Regions from separate parts of the Mus musculus genome. Here regions 1, 2, 4, 5, 6 and 7 are each linked to region 3. The links are chromatin contacts, called in public Hi-C and promoter capture Hi-C maps. All regions are on one chromosome and are shown on one strand. Each heading gives the region's core, a stretch centred on a gene start, on an enhancer-like site or on the middle of the called end of the contact. The rest is flanking DNA. Distances are from core to core; before and after follow the strand shown. Region 1 holds the start of Zdhhc7 (zinc finger, DHHC domain containing 7). Region 2 holds the start of Cotl1 (coactosin-like 1 (Dictyostelium)). Region 3 holds the start of Cmip (c-Maf inducing protein). Region 4 holds the start of Usp10 (ubiquitin specific peptidase 10). Region 5 overlaps Mlycd (malonyl-CoA decarboxylase). Region 6 holds the start of Dnaaf1 (dynein, axonemal assembly factor 1). Region 7 holds the start of Meak7 (MTOR associated protein, eak-7 homolog).

Evidence for each region. Promoter capture Hi-C pulls out the DNA fragments that hold promoters and counts their contacts. A called contact is a pair of places that touch in the nucleus more often than the background predicts.
Region 1: a contact with region 3 is called in a promoter capture Hi-C map of hippocampal neurons, with 5 times the contacts expected there. The contact joins the promoter of Zdhhc7 here to the promoter of Cmip in region 3. A contact is called at or near these places in 2 of 39 promoter capture datasets (hippocampal neurons and pre-B cells).
Region 2: a contact with region 3 is called in a Hi-C map of B cells, with 6 read pairs. The contact joins the promoter of Cotl1 here to the promoter of Cmip in region 3. A contact is called at or near these places in 4 of 39 promoter capture datasets (the C10 cell line, hippocampal neurons, pre-B cells and 1 more), 1 of 484 Hi-C or Micro-C datasets (B cells) and 1 of 9 other capture datasets (embryonic stem cells).
Region 4: a contact with region 3 is called in a promoter capture Hi-C map of embryonic stem cells, with 4 times the contacts expected there. The contact joins the promoter of Usp10 here to the promoter of Cmip in region 3. A contact is called at or near these places in 2 of 39 promoter capture datasets (cranial neural crest and embryonic stem cells).
Region 5: a contact with region 3 is called in a promoter capture Hi-C map of hippocampal neurons, with 5 times the contacts expected there. The contact joins the enhancer-like site here to the promoter of Cmip in region 3. A contact is called at or near these places in 5 of 39 promoter capture datasets (cranial neural crest, hippocampal neurons, liver and 1 more), 3 of 115 datasets of contacts at active chromatin or transcription factors (astrocytes, embryonic forebrain and large pre-B cells) and 1 of 9 other capture datasets (embryonic stem cells).
Region 6: a promoter capture Hi-C map of cranial neural crest shows a contact between it and region 3. The contact joins the promoter of Dnaaf1 here to the promoter of Cmip in region 3. A contact is called at or near these places in 1 of 39 promoter capture datasets (cranial neural crest) and 1 of 115 datasets of contacts at active chromatin or transcription factors (large pre-B cells).
Region 7: a contact with region 3 is called in a promoter capture Hi-C map of embryonic stem cells, with 7 times the contacts expected there. The contact joins the promoter of Meak7 here to the promoter of Cmip in region 3. A contact is called at or near these places in 3 of 39 promoter capture datasets (cranial neural crest, embryonic stem cells and pre-B cells).

What each region holds. Positions count from the first base shown.
Region 1 is chr8:120,099,987-120,102,958 of GRCm38.p6, reverse strand. It overlaps Zdhhc7 (zinc finger, DHHC domain containing 7), which reads left to right and starts at 1,487. Exons shown (of 8, transcript NM_133967.3): 1 at 1,487-1,867.
Region 2 is chr8:119,839,192-119,841,967 of GRCm38.p6, reverse strand. Cotl1 (coactosin-like 1 (Dictyostelium)) reads left to right here and starts at 1,389. Exons shown (of 4, transcript NM_028071.3): 1 at 1,389-1,644; 2 at 1,744-1,826. The coding sequence starts at 1,568.
Region 3 is chr8:117,255,480-117,258,609 of GRCm38.p6, reverse strand. It overlaps Cmip (c-Maf inducing protein), which reads right to left and starts at 1,591. Exons shown (of 21, transcript NM_001163262.1): 1 at 1,209-1,591. The coding sequence starts at 1,508.
Region 4 is chr8:119,908,890-119,911,828 of GRCm38.p6, reverse strand. It overlaps Usp10 (ubiquitin specific peptidase 10), which reads right to left and starts at 1,469. Exons shown (of 14, transcript NM_009462.2): 1 at 890-1,469. The coding sequence starts at 910.
Region 5 is chr8:119,410,554-119,413,478 of GRCm38.p6, reverse strand. Mlycd (malonyl-CoA decarboxylase) reads right to left here. Exons shown (of 5, transcript NM_019966.3): 5 at 2,377-2,925. Among named protein-coding and RNA genes, the nearest start is that of Gm46053, 4.5 kb to the right of the region's middle. Within about 2 kb of position 1,263, at least 113 of the 459 cell types and tissues checked have an H3K27ac peak or open chromatin away from gene starts, as enhancers often do. A contact at or near this core is called in hippocampal neurons and liver, where this site is marked.
Region 6 is chr8:119,573,944-119,576,768 of GRCm38.p6, reverse strand. It overlaps Dnaaf1 (dynein, axonemal assembly factor 1), which reads right to left and starts at 1,534. Exons shown (of 12, transcript NM_026648.4): 1 at 1,302-1,534. The coding sequence starts at 1,407. Hsdl1 (hydroxysteroid dehydrogenase like 1) reads left to right here and starts at 1,594. Exons shown (of 5, transcript NM_175185.5): 1 at 1,594-1,677.
Region 7 is chr8:119,776,569-119,779,769 of GRCm38.p6, reverse strand. Meak7 (MTOR associated protein, eak-7 homolog) reads left to right here and starts at 1,354. Exons shown (of 8, transcript NM_028883.2): 1 at 1,354-1,410.

The sequences.
Region 1 (2,972 bases), core at 238-2,737, 2.8 Mb before region 3:
GCTGGTTTCTTAACTCTCAGCGAGCAAGAAAGGTCAGGGTGAGGGCTTTTTTCTGTTCCCAGGGTCCTTGAAGTCCCTGTCTTTCTATTCTGCCTCAATTCCATTCAGGTCCGCCTCAGTGAACTGCTAAGCTCATCGGGGTTACCTACAAGTGCATGGCTATTTAGAGGTGTATGGGTAACTGAGGCATTGCCAACACTGAGAAGTCCACCCTAGCATGGGAAAACATGCTCATGACACAGCCTGCAAGGCTCCAGAAAGTCTCCTCTAACCAGCAACAGTGTACTCCTTACATGATCCACAAGACCTCCCGGGTCTTATGGGTGTCCTGAGCCCCGCTTTCCATCCTGAGGAAATAGCTACCTAGGGCAGGCCAAACAAGAGGCACCTGAAAGGTTGGTACCATAGTGAGTATATGGATGCACAAGACGTAACCACAAAAGGGGCTACAGAGCCTGCGAGTCTGCTTAGAGGTGGTCCTTCCAGAAAACCTAGGTTTGGTTTCTTAGCACCCATAAGCCAACTCAAAACTGCTTACGCCAGTTCCAGGGTATCTAAATGCCCTCCTCGAGCATGCACGTGGTACACAGATATATATATGCGGGCAGAACACCCACAGACATAAGAATTAAAGAAAGAATTAAATAAGATTAAAAAGATGTAACCATAATTTTTCAAACCCAAAAGATGCTTTTTTTTTTTTCAAGATGGCATTACTATATAGTCTAGAGTGGTCTCGAACTCCGAATCCTCCTGCCTCAGCCTCCTGAGTGCTGGGACTTAGGCGTGCACTTCCATGCCTAAACTTAAAAGCTGTAATTTTGGAGCAGTTAATCTAATGCACCCTTATTTCCAAAAATCTGGCTCGAATAGCAGTTTCTGGGCGCGGGGACAGGAAACCCAGCGAAGATGGCGTGCGTACCCCAATGGGCTAGATCCCGGAGCTGTCATTATAGCCCTTTTTAGTATCACAGCACACCTTGCGTTTGCCAGTTTAACTACCAAACACTTCTCTGCCCTGGACAAATTGTGCTAAGTCTGTCAGGGGACTCAAGAGGCAGGGGACGGGTGAAGGTTATAAAAACACTCGTTTCTACCTCCGCAAAACTCTGGCCGGTCATCAGGAAGGGGTCGCAGCGACGCTCCAGCGACCTGGGCATGGAGGTGTGCAAGCCTGGACCCAGGAGTCCCATCTCCGGTCCAGGGCGCTGCCTCGGGCTCCCAAACGCCCTCTGGCTCAGTTGCTTCCACCCCCGCGCCTCTATCCTTCATCTCCGTAGTTCTCCCTCCTCCACCTGGCACCGACATCCTTAAAAAGAGAATCGGAGTCGCCACAAACTTCATCTATGTATGGTGCGGCGGGAAGCCTTATCGAGTGCTCTCGAACGGCAACGCGGCGTGGCCCTCGCGGCGCCCCGTAGGCACTGATTTCTCTTCCGGGCCACCCTTCCCGGGGGATCTCCGTTTAGTAGTCTTGCCGTAGATGCTGCTGCCTCTCCTCCAAGAACCGCCGAGTTCTTGGAAGCCCGGTCTTGGATGAAATCGCCAGAGCCTCCCCGCGATCCGCCTCCCGGAAGCCCCGGGCGGCGCGACCGGAAGGACGCAGGCGCAGCGTCTTGACCTCGGCCTGGTCCAGTTCCGGGGTCGTTCGGCTCGGCTGTGCCAGTTCGGCGTCGGGCTCCCGCTTCTGCTGGGGCTGCTGCCTCTCGCCCACCGGCCCGGCCGGCCCGAGCAGCGCGGAACCGAGCCGGATCCGGGTCCACCCGGCCCGGCCATGAGCGCTGCCGCATGATGCGTCGCCGCCCGCGCCGTTGCAGCCGCCGGCCACCAGGAGCCTCAGCACTGGGCGACCCCGCCCGGGCCTCGGGTGAGTGCGGGGAGAGCGGCGGCCGCGACCCCGGGCGGCTCCCCGCCGCCTCCGCGCTGCGGTCCCCTCGGGGGCTCTCCAGTCTCCTCTGCGGACCCCGCAGGATCGAGCCCCATTTGCACCTGCAGCCTTTTGCCTGACCTTGGGCGCTCCAGAGCTAACGTCAGGGTGGCTGTCATAAAGTGCTGTCACCGGTCTGCGAGCTGTCAAGTTTTTTTATGGTCATGCTTCGTCGCAGGTCTGTCTTCCCAAGGCCTCTGTTGTCTCTCTTTAGCGGGACTCTTCTGTTCTTTGCCGGTCTCCCTTCTCTTCCCCCCTGCCCCTGGCCATGGTGTTAGGAGGGTAGTTACCCGGAAGGGCATCTGGGATAATCGGGTCAGCTTTCAGGGCAATAAGGTTCAACTCTATTGAGCTGTCATTATTTCTAGAACTAAGTCCCTTCTAGCTATTAAATAGGCACATTTTATTAGCTCGTGAACAGCCAGTTTATTGTGGCAATTAAATTGGAGTAGTCATAGTTGCAGCAGTCTGCACTGTAGCGGCTTTCACTGGTGTGTGTGGCGCTGTCCAAATCCAAGCTACAGTCTGCTTTGCAATCAGTCCCCTTAGTGAGGGAGTACACTTGTGTTTATTTTACTGCCTTGGGAGAGAGGTCATTTATATTTCTTGGTAAATCTGCCCAGCACACCACTCTGATCTTTCCAAAGTTGTTTATAACTTTCACTTAATTCATGCTACATTTAGAAACAACAACAAAAAAAGATACCTTGTGATACTTGCCCCTGCAGAAGTGGTTAAAGAGAAAGGTTCTTGGAGGTATTTTACAAAATGGGCTAATGGGAGTGTTAATTTCATTTTTTGAACGTTGCACAAAATAGACAGGTTGGGGGTGTTGAAACTGTGTTGTGTACTCTGTGGAGTTACTGGTAAGGAGTTACTGGCTTCTGGGCTGAGAGTGGGAAAAAGTGAAGAGATAATTTCACTCAGAATTTGTTCAACAGCACTTGACTCTTGAGTGTCTGGGCGCTTGGTCGGTTGATATACTTAAAAATAAAACTCTAAGCTGGATGTAATGGGTGCACACCTTTAATCCCAGCATTTGGGA
Region 2 (2,776 bases), core at 140-2,639, 2.6 Mb before region 3:
TGTGTGTGTGTGTGTGTGTGTGCGTGTGCAGATGCCTACAGAGGTTAGAGGAGGACATCAGATTCCCCTGGAGCTGTAATTACAGACATGGGTACTGAGAAAGAATCTAAAGTCCTCTAGCAGAGGATAAACCATCTCTCCTAATCTGAGACAGGGTCTTATTTTGTAGCCCAGGCAGGCCTGGAAACCAGTATGCAGCCCAGCCTGGTTGTCAATGTATAACCCTTCTTTTTTAACCTCTTGAGTTCTGAGCTGCCTGGTGAGGTACTGTGTCAAGACTTTTTCTTTTTTTTTTTTAAGGTGAGGTACTGAGAGAGAGAACCTGGGACCTCACAGATGCTGGCTCTTTGGGCCACACCTTCAGGCCTAAGGGTTTTCCTATCCCTTATACATGTTCCAGATCTTTTCAGTTTCTGTCTATGATCCGTTTTAGTCAATAGCAAACCAACAGTGACCTCTTTTGATGCCCGCCCTGGTTTCTGTACATCATTTCAGTTAAGGCTGAAGGCACCTGCTGAGGCTCCCTGAGGCTCGTCTTACCACGGGGAGAGAGCAGTCCTCTTGATAAGGTTTCAGAGCTTGCCCTATGGCTCGGGGCTGAGAATTACAAGCAGTTCTAGAGCTGGGCCTCCAGGGCCAGCCTTTCACCTGCCGGTAGGACAGATGGTAGAGGAGTAGTGAATGAATGACCCAGTAAGGGGGTTAAGGATGCCGCCCCATCCCGCCCCAGCACCCCACGTGACTGCAGATAGCCAGGCTACAAAGTCAACAGTGATTCTCTTTCCAAATGAAATGCTTCCTTCTTTCCACTTCTTCCCTTTCCAAATCCAAAGAGCAAACAAACACTGGGTTAGGGGCGCCAGCCTTGGCCAGCCTGGCTCATCTGAGTGCTGACTTAAGTTATTCTTCTGAAGGAGGGGGAGGGGTGGAGAGCTCTGCAGCCCAGCTCACTGGTAGAGGGAACGAGGGAGGAAGAGAGAATAAGAAGATTCGAGGGAAGATGCAGAGGAGAAGGAGGAAGGAGGCCTTAGGGAGGAGGGAAAAGGGGCTTGGGGTGGGATAAATAGGAGAGATGAGAAGGCGAACAAGGTAGAGGCTGAAAGAAGAGGAGAACAACGGCGTAAGGGAAGGAGAGGAATGGAGGGAAGGAGAGAGGGAAGGAGGAAGGAGAGCGAGATCGGAGAACACAGAAGGTGGTGGAAGAAGCGAGGGGCTGGGGCCCACGGAGTGGGGAGGGAAGAAGGCGGAGGAAGGGAAGACGAGGAGGAAGGGCCCCCCTCCAGCCCTCCGCGGAGTTGCGCAATCCGCACAGACTGGGATTGGCCGCCGGATGTGCGAGACGCCCCGCCCCCGCCTCGCCTGACCAATGGGAGCGAAGGGGCGTGGCTTTCACGGGAGTGGAGTCCCCGCGCGCGCTCTGGCTCTGCAGTAACCGCGGGCCTCTCTCCGAGGACCTTAGCTTGCTGTTGCGAGCGGCCACCTCCCCTGCCCACTCTCGGAGCCCGCTCGACTCTCGTAGCGGATCAGGGACGCGTTCACTGGTTCCGGCAGTGTCCTCGCGGCGGCCATGGCCACGAAGATCGACAAGGAGGCGTGTCGCGCGGCGTACAACTTAGTGCGGGACGACGGCTCGGCGGTCATCTGGTGAGCAACGCCGCGGGGCCGGGGAAGCCAGTAGTGACCTGCTTCGTGCCGCTCGCCGCCGCCGCTCACCTATGTTTCTTTTCTTCCTCCAACCCAAAGGGTGACTTTCAGATACGACGGCGCCACCATTGTCCCCGGCGATCAGGGAGCAGATTACCAGCACTTCATCCAGCAGTGCACAGGTAGGGCGACCCTCATGAGACCTTTTGAAAGAGGGTGGGCACCCTGGGCAGCGAGCTGCTGGGCGTCCAAGCAGCAGCAGATCTGGGCTGGGGCTTTGTTTGTTTGTTTGTTTTGGTTTTGTCTTTGTGTTTTTGGAGATAGGGGCTCACTATATATCCAGGGTGACCTCCAACTGGCCATCCTCTTGCCCCAAGCGTCTAGTACTGGTAGGGTGGGTGTGCACAGCCATGCAAAGCTCTGATCTGAGCTTTCCAAAGTCCCGAGTGTATCCCTCCCCCACCCTGCCCCCAACCCCTGTGGACATCACCATCAAGTGACCCGAGGAGATTCCTCCCCCGGTAGTGTCAGTCGGCTTCTTCCGCTCCCGCACCCTGTGGTCCACTGGGTTTCCAGGTCAGAAGGGGCAGTTCAAACTCCACCCTCTCTGATTGGTCAGTGAACAATAAACGCCGAAGCCCCTGGGGGCTGCAAGCTAAAGGCAGAACCCAGGGCCCCACCCTCCTTTCTCCCTTCCATCTTTGTCCCTATCTGCTTCTGTACAAGCCTTTAATTTGAAGAGTACAGAAACACGCACCAAGAATGTGTATCCGATGTTGCTATACCAGGCCTGGATAAAGAGAAGCTGACTTGCGAGGTCCCAGCGGCCAGTTTCCTTTGGAGCGAATGGCCACTGGCTGGGGTGGGGCATGGAGAGCTGAGATTGCTCCATGGTTTGGTGTGGAGGAATCAAGCAGATGTGTGACCTTACTAAAAGCATCCCAGGGAACCCTAAGGTTTGTGTGTGTTAAGCTTCCCTGGGACATGTGGACCATGAAAGAACACAGGGCCTGAATGGCCACAGCTCCCGTAGAACAGCTCAACACCATTGGTAAAGAGATCTCTAAAGGAGCTGGTGTGCAGAGCAGCTCAGCATATTCTGGAAACAGAGGCAGGGGGATGGAGAATTGGA
Region 3 (3,130 bases), core at 342-2,841:
ACTTTTCCCCACTCCCCATTCCTCGGAGCATGTGTCACAGTTTGTGACACACCACCAAGGGAACATGGATGCCGAGGCAATGTCTACACACGCTACACATTTGTGGCATGCATGTAAGCAACACCCTGTTTCCTGGCTGGGCTTTCTTGGCACAGGTGTGAGCAAGGCGGTGCACTCTGCCCCCTCCCATGATGTTTAGTAAACACCACGGAGCCTGCCACGGGGGTACGGTCCGTTCTAGACAAGAAGGGGGCCCCTACAAAGATAAGTCCCCAAGCGCCAGGCTAAGGCCCAGCCAGAGCCTGTATTTGAAACTGCCCTTGTTGGAAAACACAAAGCATCCTGTATAGGCCCTGCCCACCGCCCCCACTCCCCCTCCTCGACCCCACCACAGCTGTCTGTCCCCAGGAGGAAGAAGGCCACCATTTGCAGATTCGATTTCCGAAAGCAACTAGTAAGATCCTCCTTTCTCCATCTCATCCAGCTGACCTGGCCCTGGCCACACAGCAAAAAAAAAAAAAAAAAAAAAAAAAAAAAAAAAAACTGTAACAAAACAGGACGCAGCCACAAAACATGCTTACACACGCTCCACAGACAACGCAAGGGCAGGCTGGGCAGCCCAGCTGCTTCTACCCAGAGAACTCGACTATCCCAGGGTCTGAGCGGGTCCAGGACCTCGGCCCCCTGCCCCCCACCCTCCAACCTCCTAACGTGCGAAGGAGATTTTTAGAAAGGGCAGGCACCCGGTTTTGCCTTGCCAGGCCCGGCAGGGGAAAAAAAAAAGGGTAAAGGCAGGCTAAAGCAAACGCAGGAGTTGCTTTCTGGAAATTGTTGGCGCTGGGGGGTTACGGCTTTTATGGAGGAGAGGGTTGCGTTTTGTTTTCTCCTGTAGCTCAGATCCAGATGGGCAACGAGTTCAGAAAAGGAACAAACACCACTATCCTCAGGGCCCAGTCTAGGGTCCCAGACATCAGAAACGCAAGCGTTTAGGCAAAAGTCCCCAAGCGCTCAGCCCGGGTGGGCTAAGTGTCCAGGACACGAAAGAGGATTCCCATAGCCTGCCTTGGAGGATCAAGTCTAGAGGTTCCAGCCCAGCCCCGTGCGCAGGCCGGGACTAGGGGGCCGCGCGCTCGGAGACAAGCAGCGGGGCGCCTCGGTCCCGAGGGACCCCAGCTTGGGAAGCCCCACGGCCACGCAGGGCCACTCACCGTGGCGGATGCTAAGCTGTTGTCGGCCAGCGTTAGGTGGTGCGGCTCCCAGCGCCTCAGGAATTTGGAGGTGAGGATCTTGCTGAGAAAGGTCCGAGGGTGCCGGATGACACAGACCTGAATGTCGCCCTCCTGCAGCAGCTTGTACCTCATCCCGTTGCAAAGCAGCAGGGCCCGGCGGCAAGGCACGGCGCCCATCACCTTGGTGCCCTCGGGGCCAGACACGTCGCTCCCAAGCAGCGGCTTGGTCTCCTCGATCTGCCGGGGGTCGCCGCCGCCCGAGCTGCTCGTCACATCCATGGCCGCGCCGGGGCGGGGGCCGCGCGCGCGATCGCGGCTGGCGTGGGGCCGGGCCGGCGGGGCCCCCGCGGAGGGCCCGCACCCCCCCACCGCCGGGAAGGTGGGGGGGCGTGGGCTGGGGGCGCCCCGCGGGGACGAACGGGAGCGCGCGGGGGCAGGCGGGGGCGCGCGGGGCGCTTCCTGGGCTGCTTCCTTCTAGCTGCTGGGGCGCATGCCGGCGCGAACGGGTTGGCGACTGCGGCGAGGGCGGCGGGCGATCGCGGGGCGCAGAGAGGATCGGGTCCTCGGGGGGCGGGGGCGGCGCCGGGGACGGCGGGCGCGGGCGTGTCTCGGCCTCGCGCGGGCGCGCTGTGCGGTGCGTGTGTCCGCGTCCGTCCGCGAGTGTGTGCTGCGGGCGGGGGCCGCGCCGGCTGCCGGGGAGATTGCGGGAGGCTGGCGCGCGCGATTGGTCCCCGCGGGGTCATGTGCCCGCCCTCTGACGTCAATGGCGGCAACAGCGGCTTCGGCCTCCCCGGGGCGGGCGGAGTCCGGGATGGGCCGGGCCCCGGGCGGGGACTTGGTGGAGGCGGGCGCGGCCCGACGGGAGGGGCGGCCCCTGGGGAGGGGGCCGGGGTTGGGCAAGCGTCGACAGTCCCCGCGCCGCGCCCCGGAATGTGGGTAGTGTTCGAGGGGACGTCACGCGGGCCGCGCCCCCGAGGGTGCACAGCTGAGCACTAGCCCTGCGCCCCTAACCACCACGCCATCCTGGGCCGGGCTTGGGAAATAAAGTCAGCCCCATGACCAAGAGGATGCCGACCAGTACTTCCCCTTCCTAGTCCAAGACTGGGCCGAAAGCTGGGGTTCTGCCCGCTGCACCCCTGACACCGCCTTTCCAACACAAGCTGCTTCCCCAGGGATGGCCAGATGGGTCCACAGAACAGTTTCTTGGGGTTGAAACTATCCCGCTCCACAGAGCTATGCATGGTCGCTCACCACTACAAGCTCAGTACTCAGGGGGGGCTGAGGCAGGAGGATTGCTGTGGGCGCAAGGCCAGTTTGAGCTACATAGTAAATTTCAGGCCAGTCGAGACAGAAGGCCCTGTTTTTAAAAACAAAATAAGATAAATAAATAGGACTGGGGGTGTACCTCAGTTGTCAGGAGAGTGTTTATCTACCATGCACAAGACCCTAGATTGGTTCTCGGACACTACATCACTACCTAACCCCACAAGGTGGCATGAGCATATAATCCTAGCTCTAAGGAAGTTGGAAGCAAGCACTTGAATTCAAGGTCATCTTTGGCTGTGCGTTCGAAGCCAACTTGTAGTATATGTCTGAGAAGAGAAGAGAAGAGAAGAGAAGAGAAGAGAAGAGAAGAGAAGAGAAGGGAAGGGAAGGGAAGGGAAGGGAAGGGAAGGGAAGGGAAGGGAAGGGAAGGGAAGGGAAGGGAAGGGAAGGGAAGGGAAGGGAAGGGAAGGGAAGGGAAGGGAAGGGAAGGGAAGGGAAGGGAAGAGAAAATTTTAAGGAAATGCCCCCTCCCTCTTCTGAAATAGCCCCCACAGAAGGCCTCTTCTCTGGTCTTTGATGCTTCCTGGCCTTTGCTTTGGGAGGCAGTACTGGGAGAGGACACCAACCCTCAGCGT
Region 4 (2,939 bases), core at 220-2,719, 2.7 Mb before region 3:
TTCAGATTTGATCTATGAAACACCACATACTTAAGAGAACGGAAGTTTCTCCTAGGATCTAACCTTTTATTAAAAACAGTTTCGAGGTTTAAATCCCATATTGCAACAGTTACTAAAACCTTTCAAAAGCACATGGTGGCTCTTGCCTGCAACGCACCAGGCTGAGATAGGGAAAAAAAAAAACTTAAGTTAGAGGCGATCGTGGACCAAGAGAAAGATCAAATAAAAAGACGATCGTTCTTCAAAGGTGGCCTCACCAGACCGACCTCACCTGCCTTGTACATACATCCACCTACCATCCTCAAAAAGGCAATTTTACTTCTTAGTTTCCCGAGAGTCGCAGCCCGGAGAAGCGGCACCACGTGCTGACTTCTCACTCGTCCTAAGTGCATCTTAGGAGAGGGGCTGCAGGAGCAGCTCCGGGCACAGAAAACACAGCAGGCAATCCGGCCTGCCGGGCCCCGACCCAGCCCGGGCTCGGACACCGTGCAAAAGGTGTCAGTCTCGGGCAAACCGGAGTATGCCGCCCCGGCGCTTCCCGGTTTTCTTTGCAATAGAATTCCCGAGGCCAGGGGCCAGGTCCCCGGCGGCGCTGGGCCAGAGCGTCGCCCGGGACTCGGCGGCTGCGGGCCGGGCACGCGGAGGCCTTCCCTGCGGCCTCGGGCGTTCTCGGGGCGGCTCGGACACTCTCGGGGCGGCTCGGGCGCTCTCGGGGAGATTCGGGCGGCCTCCGAAGCCGGGGAAGCGCGGCACTGAGGGGCGCGGCGCGGGCCTAGGCCGGCAGCGTGCCGGCGCCTCCCCCACCGCTCGCCCGCCGCGCACCTCGCGATCGTCGCCCCGAGGCCGTCCCGTGGCCCAGACCTCCCAGCCCAGACACGGCCCGCGCTACCTGTGGGTTGTGGAGGGCCATGGCGGCCCGTCTCAATGAGGTTCGGTGCTGCTCCGGCTTCTCACGCCGCGTCTCCCGTCGCCGCCATCTTCTCGCCGCACAGACACACTCGCAGCGGCCGCCGCGCCTGCGCACTGACTGCGCCGCGGGAGAGCCAGGCGGCGTTCTGCGCCTGCGCGCGACAGGTGGGCGTGCGCCCCGGGCCGGCGACCCTTCTGTCCCCAGCGCGCCGAGGGCGGCTGCTCCAGGCGAGGGCGTGAGGATGGAGCTGGCCAGGCACCCTGGGGCTGCAAGGTGGAGTTCCGGAGTGGTTACTGCGCTGGGTCCGCCTGAGCTCCGCCCTGGGATCTCCGCTGGAGATCTCCAAGGATCCCTTACCCTATGGAGCGCGCTCTTCTGACCGTTCGTTCATTCATTCATTCCTTCACTCTTCATTCTCTTCACTAGCTTGTTTTACCTGGCATTGGGGAAAAAAAGATTTTTTTTTTCTTTGTAAAACATAAAAGTAAACGTTGAAGGAGCTAGTGAGATGACTCAGCGGGTAACGGAGCCCTGCCTCCTGTACCCTTGAGGACCAAATGAGTTCCATTCTCTGGATCCACATGACGCCAGGGGAAAACCAACTACAGACTGTCTTCTGACATACAAAGGGGCACACGCAAAATAAACAATTTTAGAAAGAACTCGTTAATCCAGGAATTGTACTCCTGTGAGCTCAGTATATAGACTGCAGAGGTAGGACGATCATCTATGAATTGCAGACCAGTCTACATAGCAAGTTCCAGGTCACACACAGCTACGTAAGGTAGCTCTGTCTCGGGGTGGGGGGTGGATAGTCATGTTGATGACTTAGCACATTCTGCAAAGGGTAGAGACTCAGTAGGTGTTAGTTATTGCACACACGCAAGTGTATACACACGGGAAAGTTCTTGACTCAGCCATATAGGCAATAATAATAATAAAAACAAACAAAAAACCTTACTAAACCTCCTACTCCCAGCTGTAGACCAGGCCGGCCTTGAGTTCTGAGATCTGCCTATCTCTGCTTCCAGCGTGCAGGGATTAGGGATTAAAGGTGTACACCACTGCCGGGCCAGGAAAGAATTTTATGACAAGCCCCTGTGGGGCAAAGTTGGCAAGTTTATTAAGTAGAGGTGAGAGAGGGTACACGGGTAGGACTGAGTTTAGGATCTAGAGACAAGAAGGAAAAGGATAATGTTCAAGTGTGGGCACAGCTGCTCCAGAGAGTTGCCCTCAGGTGTCTTGGTTTTGTTTTTCTTTGCTGTGCTACACATGTAGCAAAAATTGGCTTCAAACTTTCTTTTCTTTTTTTTTTTTTTTTTTTTTTGGTTTTTCAAGACAGGGTTTCTCTGTGTAGCCCTGGCTGTCCTGGAACTCACTTTGTAGACCAGGCTGGCCTAAAACTAAGAAATGCACCTGCCTCTGCCTCCCAAATGCTGGGATTAAAGGTGGGCACCACCATGCGCACTGGCTTCAAACTTACTTTCTCTCTTTCTCTTCCTTCCTTCCTTCCTTCCTTCCTTCCTTCCTTCCTTCCTTCCTTCCTTCCTTTCTTTCTTTCTTTCTTTCTTTCTTTCTTTCTTTCTTTCTTTCTTTCTTTCTTTCTTTCGTTTTTCAAGACAGGGTTTCCCTGTAAAGCCCCAGCTGTCCTGAAACTCACTTGGCAGACTAGGCTGGTCTCGAACTCAGAAATCTGCCTGCCTCTGCCTCCCAAGGGCTGGGATTAAAGGCGTGCGCCCCATGCACATTGGCTTCAAACTTTCTAGCAGCCAAGGATGAACTGAAACTCCTGTATCTCCCGCCCCTACTTCCCTAGTACAGGGCTACGCTTCATACTCCGAACTCTGGCTCCACAAAGCAAACAAAGCAAAGCAAAGCAAAACTCTACGAGTTGGTTCAATGGTTTCTTTCTCCTGAGAATTTTCTTTTGGCCCTCTTGATTGCACACACCTTTAATCTCAGATGGCTGAAACAGAGGCAGGCAGGTCTCTGATAAAATCCAGACCAGAGACAGGCGTGGTTATGCACG
Region 5 (2,925 bases), core at 14-2,513, 2.2 Mb before region 3:
AAAAGCAACAAGAACTTATTAATACCATTGCTTTCAGTCACCTGGTTTTCAGTCTTGGATTACATTCAAGGACATGAAATACTTAATCCTTACGCTCAGAGGTGATGTGAAAACTCTAACAGTGACTACCCAAGGCTGATGCCAGGCACCTGGCCACCAGTGCGTTTGGATTTGGGTCTGTGATCCTGGATCAGGCCTGAACATCAGTTCAGTCAACCTGAATGAGATCCACGGAAGGGAGAGGGGAGGGACCCTCTGAACCCGTAGAGAGCCACTGTTGGGAAAGCCGACCAGCGCTGGGAGAGCCAAGGAGCTTTGGGAGGAGGGAGAGTGGCAGCTCCATGTCCCCAGCTCTGTATCCCTAGCTCTATGAACCCCTAGTTTCTGTTCTTCCACAGTTCTGCGGTCCCTGTGAGCTCCACGCCCTCCCCAGCTCCGAATCCCTCTCCAGCTCTGTGCCTCTCACTAGCTCAGTGTTCTGGAAACCTGGAGTTGGTCTGTGTGGGCCGATGTGGGTCTGGGTAGATGGTTTTCGCCGGCGAGGGAGAAGCTCCTAACCAAACCCCACTCCTACGCACCCTTTGGAGAAGGCACTCGAGTCGCAGCAGTGCCACCTGGTGGCGGTGAGGAGGACAGCACCTACTATGATCAGGTAGCCTGGGAAGGGGCCAGAGCTGTCTACCACAGGGGCTGTGTTCATTCCATCCCCGTCTTCCCACCAACCCTCATTTCATTTAGATCCCCTAAAGCCCTGGGGTGGGGGGCACGCCAGGAACATCACTCAGGATGGAAGTGGACATTTTCCACCACAAAATGTCTGCAGATGTGGGAAGTGGCCCAGTGACCAAGAAGGGAAGTGTGATTACTGAGAAGTGCTTTAGAATCAGCAAGAGCTTCCTGTGACAGGTCTCAGTAAGGACCAGAGCTCCACCCGGGGCCCTCCAAGGTTAAGGTTAGGGCCATGGTGGGATGTGAACAGGTCGGAAGAATACACACCAAAGGGAAGCTGAGGTTTGGGCAGTGACTGGAGGGCTGGCGGCAGGTTGAGGACACGGTGGAAGGGCTCGAGGGACACACTGTGAAGGGTGGTCAGCAAGCTGATGCAGACAGTAGTTAGGCAGCATGAGGGTGCCCTGCAGAGCAGATGCAGAGAAGATGCCCCACTCCCAGCTGCTCCCAAGGGCCCGCTGCAGCAGGGCCTGCTCTTTGGCTGAGTGTTTCTGTAAGCTGAAGCTAAACCAAGATAGCCACACAGTGCTAAAGACTTAACAATGCGGAGCAACAGCACCTCCTGACTGTGGAAAGCTGGAACATCGCAGATCAGAGGCAAACCGTCCTTGCCTTTAATCTGACTGCAGCATGTTCAATGCAGTTCCTAGGTTTGACCTAGTAACCTTGTGACTATCCAAACCTTTAACATGTATTAAGAAATATCATTACATTTTCATTTTTTATTTGTGTGTGTGCTCTGACACATATGTGGAGGTCAGGGGACAATGTGTGGGAGCAGATTCTATTAGGTAGGTCCTAGACGCAGGTTCTGATAACCTCGGTGCCTGGAGTTGTTGTCTTGCCCTAAATGCTTTATAACTACCAGTTCCCACTGATCAAGAAGGCAAGAATGGTTTCAGCACCCGGACCACTCTCATCAGGTTTCCTGCATTGCTGGAGTGTGTTTGGCAAGTTGCTTTATGACTTAGCTCTATAATAAATTCACATACGAACACTTTCAGGGCGGTGGTGTATTCAGGGCAACCTGAGGCCATGTCCCTTGGGCCATAGACACATCTGGCTCAAGTATAAACAGTCTTTAATTCTCGCCTTTGAGGTGAAAGCTGTTTTCTGTTGACATTTCTACCTAGGCCAGGGTTGAGCCTGGGATCATAGAGTCCAGTCAACCTAGGGAGGCCACCCTGGGAAGTTCTAGAAGATGCTATCAGGAAAGACAGGGGACAAGCATGTCCAACCGAGAGTAGCACTGTTCCTGCTGATGTGTGATATGCTCACAGATGTGCGTGTACAAATGTGGATGCACACACGGATATACTTACTACATGTGCTCCAGGTCACAAGCATACCTGCCAATGCAACCCAAGTGTAGCCAAGCCCTTCTCACAGCTGTGTGGACATGCGGAGACACACACTGCCACATATACATACACACATAGCCACACACACAGCCACACACACATATATACACACACACATACATAACCACACACAGCCACATCCACCTCTCCCCTGCTCTTTATCCTGCACCTATGATTTCATCCACTGTCCCTGGTGGGCTGGCTGGGGAACATGACACCACAAACACATCAGAGCAGAGCTGAGCCTTGCTGGGACGCTAATCTTGAAGAAAAGTACACAGTGAAGTAGACTTAAAGGTGTACAGTGAACAATCATGTTTAATGCTTACAGAACAAATCTGTTCTTTACCGTTCAGTTCATTATGAACTGGGATCTCATTTAAACCCTGTAAGCCAACTCTGGCCTCAAGCAGCAGCAGCATCCCTGAGGTGCCAAACACACCCTGTGCACGGCACAAACTCTCTCTAGTCTGAGCTTTAAGCTGCGGTATTAGCCACAGTACAGATCTTAGTCCTCTCCCAAATAGAGAGAACATGACTGTCAGCTCTTCATACTCCAAAAGGTCTGTGCTCTGGGCTGTGTCCTGGGTGGCCTGTGGTGGCATCTGTAGAGCTTTCTGAAGGCACAGGCTGTGGGGGAGCAGCACAGTGGGATCCCCGGAACCCCAGCACCCAGTCCGCCACCGCCTCCTAGCAGTGAGTGGGCCACCACAGTGACAGCCAAGGTGTGGCCTCCTGAGTGCCTGCTGAGGTCAGAGGACAGCACCGCTGTGGCCTCCCTGAAAAGGATTCTGTGGTAAGTAAGCCTGGCCCATCAGAACACAGCCTCCTTTCT
Region 6 (2,825 bases), core at 285-2,784, 2.3 Mb before region 3:
CTAACAGTGCTTGTTACTCTCCCAGAAAACAGAGAATTTAGTTCTCAGCACCTACAAGGCAGCTCACAAGTGCCTGTAATGCCACTGCCAGTCGATCTGATGCCCTATTCTGGCCTCCTTGGGCACCCACACACGTCAGAAACCAGACCCTCAGAAAACAGCAAGATAAGTAGAGTTGTACTTAAATCTAATTCTAGTTTAGATGTTTCTGTTAAAATCTGCTCAACAGAACAGAAGTTCATCAAGCCCCCCCCCTCTCTCTTTCTAAAAAGATTTATTTTATTTATATGAGTACATTGTATCTGTCTTCAGACCCACCAGAAGAGGCCATGGATCCTATTATAGTTGTGAACCACCACGTGGTTGCAGGGAATTGAACTCAGGACGTTTGGAAGAGCAGTCAGTGTTCTTAACCGCTGAGCCAACTTTCCAGCCCGCAAGCCCATTTCTCTTACCAGGGACAGCAGAAGGGCAGCTCTGGGACAGGGCAAGAGCTCTGTCTCTCCCCACTTTGGTTCAGAGATAACTGTGATGCAGTTTGCTGTGTAAATCTCCCCCCTACCCCTTTTGCCAGGTGTGAGCACCTACAGTTCCCACTCCTGTAAACGTGTTTAATTGCTCAAAGTGTAACTTAGGGGCGGCAACATAAAAACAACTCACTGATAAAAGCACACACAAGAACAGGGTGTGATCAGTTTGATCGCTCAAACCTGTGTAAAAGAAGCAAGCTTTGTTCTGGGCTGGTCTCTCCTTGGATGTTAGAACCCTGTGCACACTATTAAATATGAAAGACATTTTCCAGGGCCTGGAGAGATGGCTCAGCGGGTAAGAGTACTGACTGCTCTACAGAAGGTTCCGAGAGTTCAAGTCCCAGCAATCACATGGTTGATCTTAACCTCTGCATGTATGTACTTCTGAGATTCAAACTCAGGTCTGGAGGATTGTGTTGCAAGCACTTTTACCCTGCAAGGCGCCTCTAGAAGCCTTAGATAAATGTAACGTCAAGAGCTGATGAACTCTCTGTACTTGTGGTTTGTTGAATGACGCTGAACACTGTTTGGGAACTGTGTCTTACACTCATTGCAAACAATTCCCAGCCACAGGAAGGTATCTAATAAATTATCATGGAATAAATAATGGGTCTTCTATATGTACTGGATTGATCATATCAATAAAGGTGCTGTTCTTGTAGCTGTATGGATGGGTATGTGTGAGGGGTGCTGGTTGTCCCCAGCTGAGTGAAATGGGCATGTGTGAGGGACACGAGCCCTCGCCCCTTTGGCTTCCCAGCGCTAAGGCACCTTCTTTACGGATCCCTGGCCCCGCGTCGCCGTGATCGCCTGCCGACTCCTCCAGACTGGGCTCCGCCACGCTGTCCACCGGCGGCTCAGAGACTTCGGGGTGCATGCTCACTCCTGGCCCGACCACTCAGCCCTAATACTCTACGGTCCGCGTCGTTGGCTGTCCAACGCTTTCCCGGTCGCCGCGGCAACCAGTGCGCACGCGCAGTCAGTTACGCCGCCGAGGGCGGGCCTAGCCGAGGGGGGGCCACGGGGGAAACTGCACCCGGGCGCGTGCGCGGATCACGTGGGTAGCGGACCTGCGGTGGTGTCCCGGGGCGGCGGCCGCGCGGGCAGCGGGCGGGACGGGCTTCGGAGACCGCGCCTCTCGCTGCAGGTATTGCGCCCGCGCCCCTCACGCCCCTCGCGCCCCGCTTCCGTCCCTGGCCACGCCCCCTGGACCCCGACCCTCGGGAACGCCCTCCCCCCCGCCGCGCCCCGTAGCGGGGAACTCTGGTTCCGCGCTCTAGGCAGCCGCTCAGCTCCCTGAGCAGGTGTCCCGGGCCTGGTCCTCGGCAGGAGGCTCGCACAGGCGACACGCCCCGGGACGGCCCTTTTGTCGGTGTCTCTTTATCCTCCTTTATTCCTGGTCGCTAGGTCTAAGTAGGTTCTAAGTCTCAGGACTGATGCAGAATGGCCGCGCTGCTGAAGAAAGCGCGCAGCTTCTGCAGAGCCCGGTGGGTTTTGCAGAGTCGCTGGGCCGTGCCCGGCGCCACTGGGGAGGGATGGGACACTAGCAGGGAGTCCCTGTTCTGCTACCAGGACTCAGCCGCACCCCTGGGCGGTGACCGCAGCGGGTTCGGGTTCCCACGGGGAGTCTCAACGACCACCTGCCAGGGCTCTGGGCCGAGCCTTCGCTGAGATCCTGGGATGTCGTTGCGTCCGTTTCCTTCCTCTTGTGTAGTACACCCGGGTGCGATTGAGGAAGGGGATAAAGTGAAGCCGCGGGGACAGCGCTCTTAGCTTCTTCATAAACTCGGGTCAGTACGAATAGGGGTCGCTAGCATCGAACCCTGAGCGATGATCCTGCCTAGTGGCTCCGGTTTATTGAGGGGTGGCGGGAAGGCACTGTTGCAAATGCTTTTTATGCGTCACCTCATCGAATTCTCGTTGTAGGGGAGAAGCGTTAGCCGCTTTTTACAGGTGGTGGTGTTGTAACTTCATTCCCAAGGGTGGGATGGCTTTTTCAGAGTGACCCTAGTCATTGCTAAAATATTACAGACGCGCCATGTCCAACGTTACTTTATCAGTGGAGGGTGTGTGTGTGTGTTGGGGCGGGGGGAGTGTTGTTTATTTATGTGTGGGTGTGGAGGCTACGGGTCAGTGTCTGTCACTTGCAACCTTATTTTTCGAGAAAACGTCTCTCACAGAACTCAAGAGTTTTCTTTATGTTTGACTGACTGACTGGCCCCCAGGGTCCTCTCGTCTGCTCCTTTCTTCCCAATACTGAAATTACAAATTGGTTCTGCTTACATACCCACTCTT
Region 7 (3,201 bases), core at 105-2,604, 2.5 Mb before region 3:
AGGACTCAAAGGCTGTCCTGGCTGCCTCAGCCTCACTCCTCCATGATGGCCCTTGTAGCCCAACTTCAGCTCGAGGCTCTGCCCACTGACTGGTCGTTTTCCTAGGGGCTCATAGGAGGGTGGTGGTGGGGGATCAAGTCAATTCAAGGTGTCTTGGTGTTAAGATGGCCGTGGAATGTTGGGAACAAACGCTAGGTGGAGCTTGGCTGAGCGAAAGGCAGATGGCTTCTGGTGGACATGTGACTTCAATCCACTAGGGGGAGCTAGCTGCCCGTTTTCTTTTGCTGTCTCTCTTCTACTCGCCTTTTCAAAACTTCCACTCTCTGTATCCCAGGCTGGCCTGGAACTCACTGTGTAGACCAGGCTGGCCACAAACTTGCAGCAATGCCCCTGTCTAAGCCTCTTGAAGTGCTGAGATTACAGGTGTATGCCACTACACTCAGCCGGGCTGGTGTCACAATAATTAAATAATAATACTAATAATACTAATAATAATGTGTGGTGTTTTGCTTTATGTGCACCGTGTGTGCAATGTCTCTGGAGGCCAGAAGAGGGCGTCGGATCCCCTGGAACTGGAGTTACAAGCAGGCCTGAGCTGAAGTGTGGGTTCACCTGTGTCCTCTGTTAGAGCAGCAAGTGTTCTTAAGGACTCTGCCACCTCTCCGGCCTCTGGTGTCATTTTTCCAGCTACAATTTCAGACAGCAGCTTCTGTTACTTTGGGGGGTTGGGAGGAGTTCCTCTGTGCCACTCGGACGGTGGGGTTTGCAGGCAGCGACAGTGGGTTCGTCTCTGCTGAGAATTCTGGGACCTACCTCTGTTGTGTCTGTCTCCGACACCAGAAAAGGCCCGGTAGGGCTGATAGCAAGCTATCCCACTCCTGGGGACAAGACCGGCCGGCATCTGCTTCTGTGTGTCAAGTGCTCTATTGGCTAACGCAATGGACTTCAGGAGGTAAGGAGGTCAGATTTTCCACCCTAGTTCTGGGGGGCGAGTCCCAGCTCAGGCCTTCTGTTCACAGTGCCCCTGTTCCCAGCCTCCCACATTGCTCCCTTCTATCCGCTCCCTGCATTTAAACCCCCTGATCCGCTTCCAGCCCTTCAGCAGCTTCCTAGCACCTCCTAAAGCCCAAGTTCTCCTTCAGCCTTTGCAGAACCTGAGCAACTGTCAACCATCCCCAAGTGTTCCGCTGTTACAGGCTCAGTTCTTCGATCCCAGGCTCCGCCCACTCCCCGTGAACTACAATCCCATTGGTTAAGATCTGACTCGGGCTCCACCTCTCAGTAGCCCTTTTCCAATTGGTGCTCATGACCGTCCGTCAGCGCCGTTGCTAGGGAAAGGGCTGGGCGACCCGGGCAACCTTGCTGCCCAGGACGTACCGGAAGGAGCTCGGTCCCTGTAGACCAAGGCTGGTGAGCCGGAGGGAGGGAGCCCGGGCGAGGCTGGGCATAGCTCAAGGAAGGAAGGAAGACCTTCGGGGTGGCCTGAGCAGCCCCCAAGGAAGCTACTGTCTCAGGCTACTGTCAGAGAAGCAGAGAGTGCCTGGGATGGGGTGAAGCTGGGCTCTGAAGGGATCCGTGGGCCTGCCTTGTTTTCCGAGACGAACCCAATAGAGTTCCTTCAGAGGCAAGCTCAAAACCAATTTAGGGGGAGGCGAGGAAGGTGCCCTGGCCTGCACTCCTGAGGGGGGCTGGGACAGATGGAGGGCTGCCAGCTGCAGACCCAGTAGGCTCCAGGACTTGGACATGGGCTTGGTGTGGCTGTTCTGATGGGGTGTTGACCCCAGGAACCAGACAGTGTGTCACGATCTCTTGGAGGCCCCATGGGAAATTGTCCGAGGCACACTCCAGCCTGCCACCAGGAGCTTGGGGCTGCAAAGAGCTGGCTCGCCACATTCTTCGTGACACAAGGAGCCCTTTTTATTCTCCAGGGTCCATCTGTGTTTGTCTTTGGTTTCTGGAAAGCAGAACCAGGTGGCGATGTTAAACGATTCACCCAAGCTTATTAAAGCACGGCAAGCTAAACTCCTTTTAAGACCATGGGTTAGTGACTTGGTGATGGGACTTCACTGTTGGGGAGAGGGCCCCCTCCCGAAATGGATCACCTGGTTGGGGGGAGGAGGAAGGACGTGTTTAGCTATTAGGGGCAGTAGAGTGTTGAGGATAGACTGTTGCGGAGACTGGAATGTTCAAGGAAGCTCACTGGTGGGTTCAGGAGACTTGGATCTGGTCGGGCAAAGGCTTCCCCTTGATTGTGCCCAGGTGGGAAAGCCCATTGTTATACAAAAACTGTCTGGAATGGCCACCTGTGTATGGATTGAGACTGTAGAGCTCATAGGCCCTGTGTGGAGAATGGTCAGGGCTGTGGGTGACCTTTAAAGGGTCTCTCCACATCCCCCCCACCCCCCCACCCCCGCTTTCTGATAAGAAAAATGGCTTTGATCCTTGGCAAGTGTCTCTTTTGGGTCACAAGGCTGATACTCACTGCTACAAGTGACCTTACAGTCACTGAAAGATGTCTTCACCTAAGAAAGGTGGACATAGTTGCCAGGGGAAAGCTACCCCATGGACCAAGGTGTCCCCATGGAGGACAGAACCTGCCCCTGACACATGCAAGACCTTTCTCCGGGAAGCTGACAGATTGCTGGCCCCATGACAGAGCTTGCAGCCTAAAGGGAGAGCATGGGCCCCCCCGAGAATCATTCTTGCTGCAGCTGTGTGGAGACAGGCGGCCTTCCAGCTGTAGCGGCTGGGCTGGTACAGGGTGAAGAGCCATATTCTCAAGGTCTCTCCCCAGTCCTCCCTGAGCTGTGGGCTCCAAACCTGCCCTTCCCCTCCCCCTGCCTTCCTCACAGAGCAGCCAAGCTCTGGCTCTGTCCTGGCATCTGGTCCTGTCCTGTACTGCCCCTGGCTTGTTTACCATTCAAGGCTTGGTGTTTAGCATTTACTTTCTCAATCAATCTCTGCCCCCTCCACTGCTGTGGCTTAGTACTAGCAGGCCGTGGGGTATGCAGCTGGCATCACTGTGCAGGGGTGGTTCGTGCATAGTGGGGCAGGTAGTGCTGACCATGGGGATCTCGTGGGGTCAGGGTGGATTTAAGCCCTTGGGGGCTACTTAGGACCTGGTCGTGAATTAGCACTAGGAAACCCACAAAATGGAAGGAGAGGATGGCATCTACCTTTTCTGTCACTGTGACCAAACAC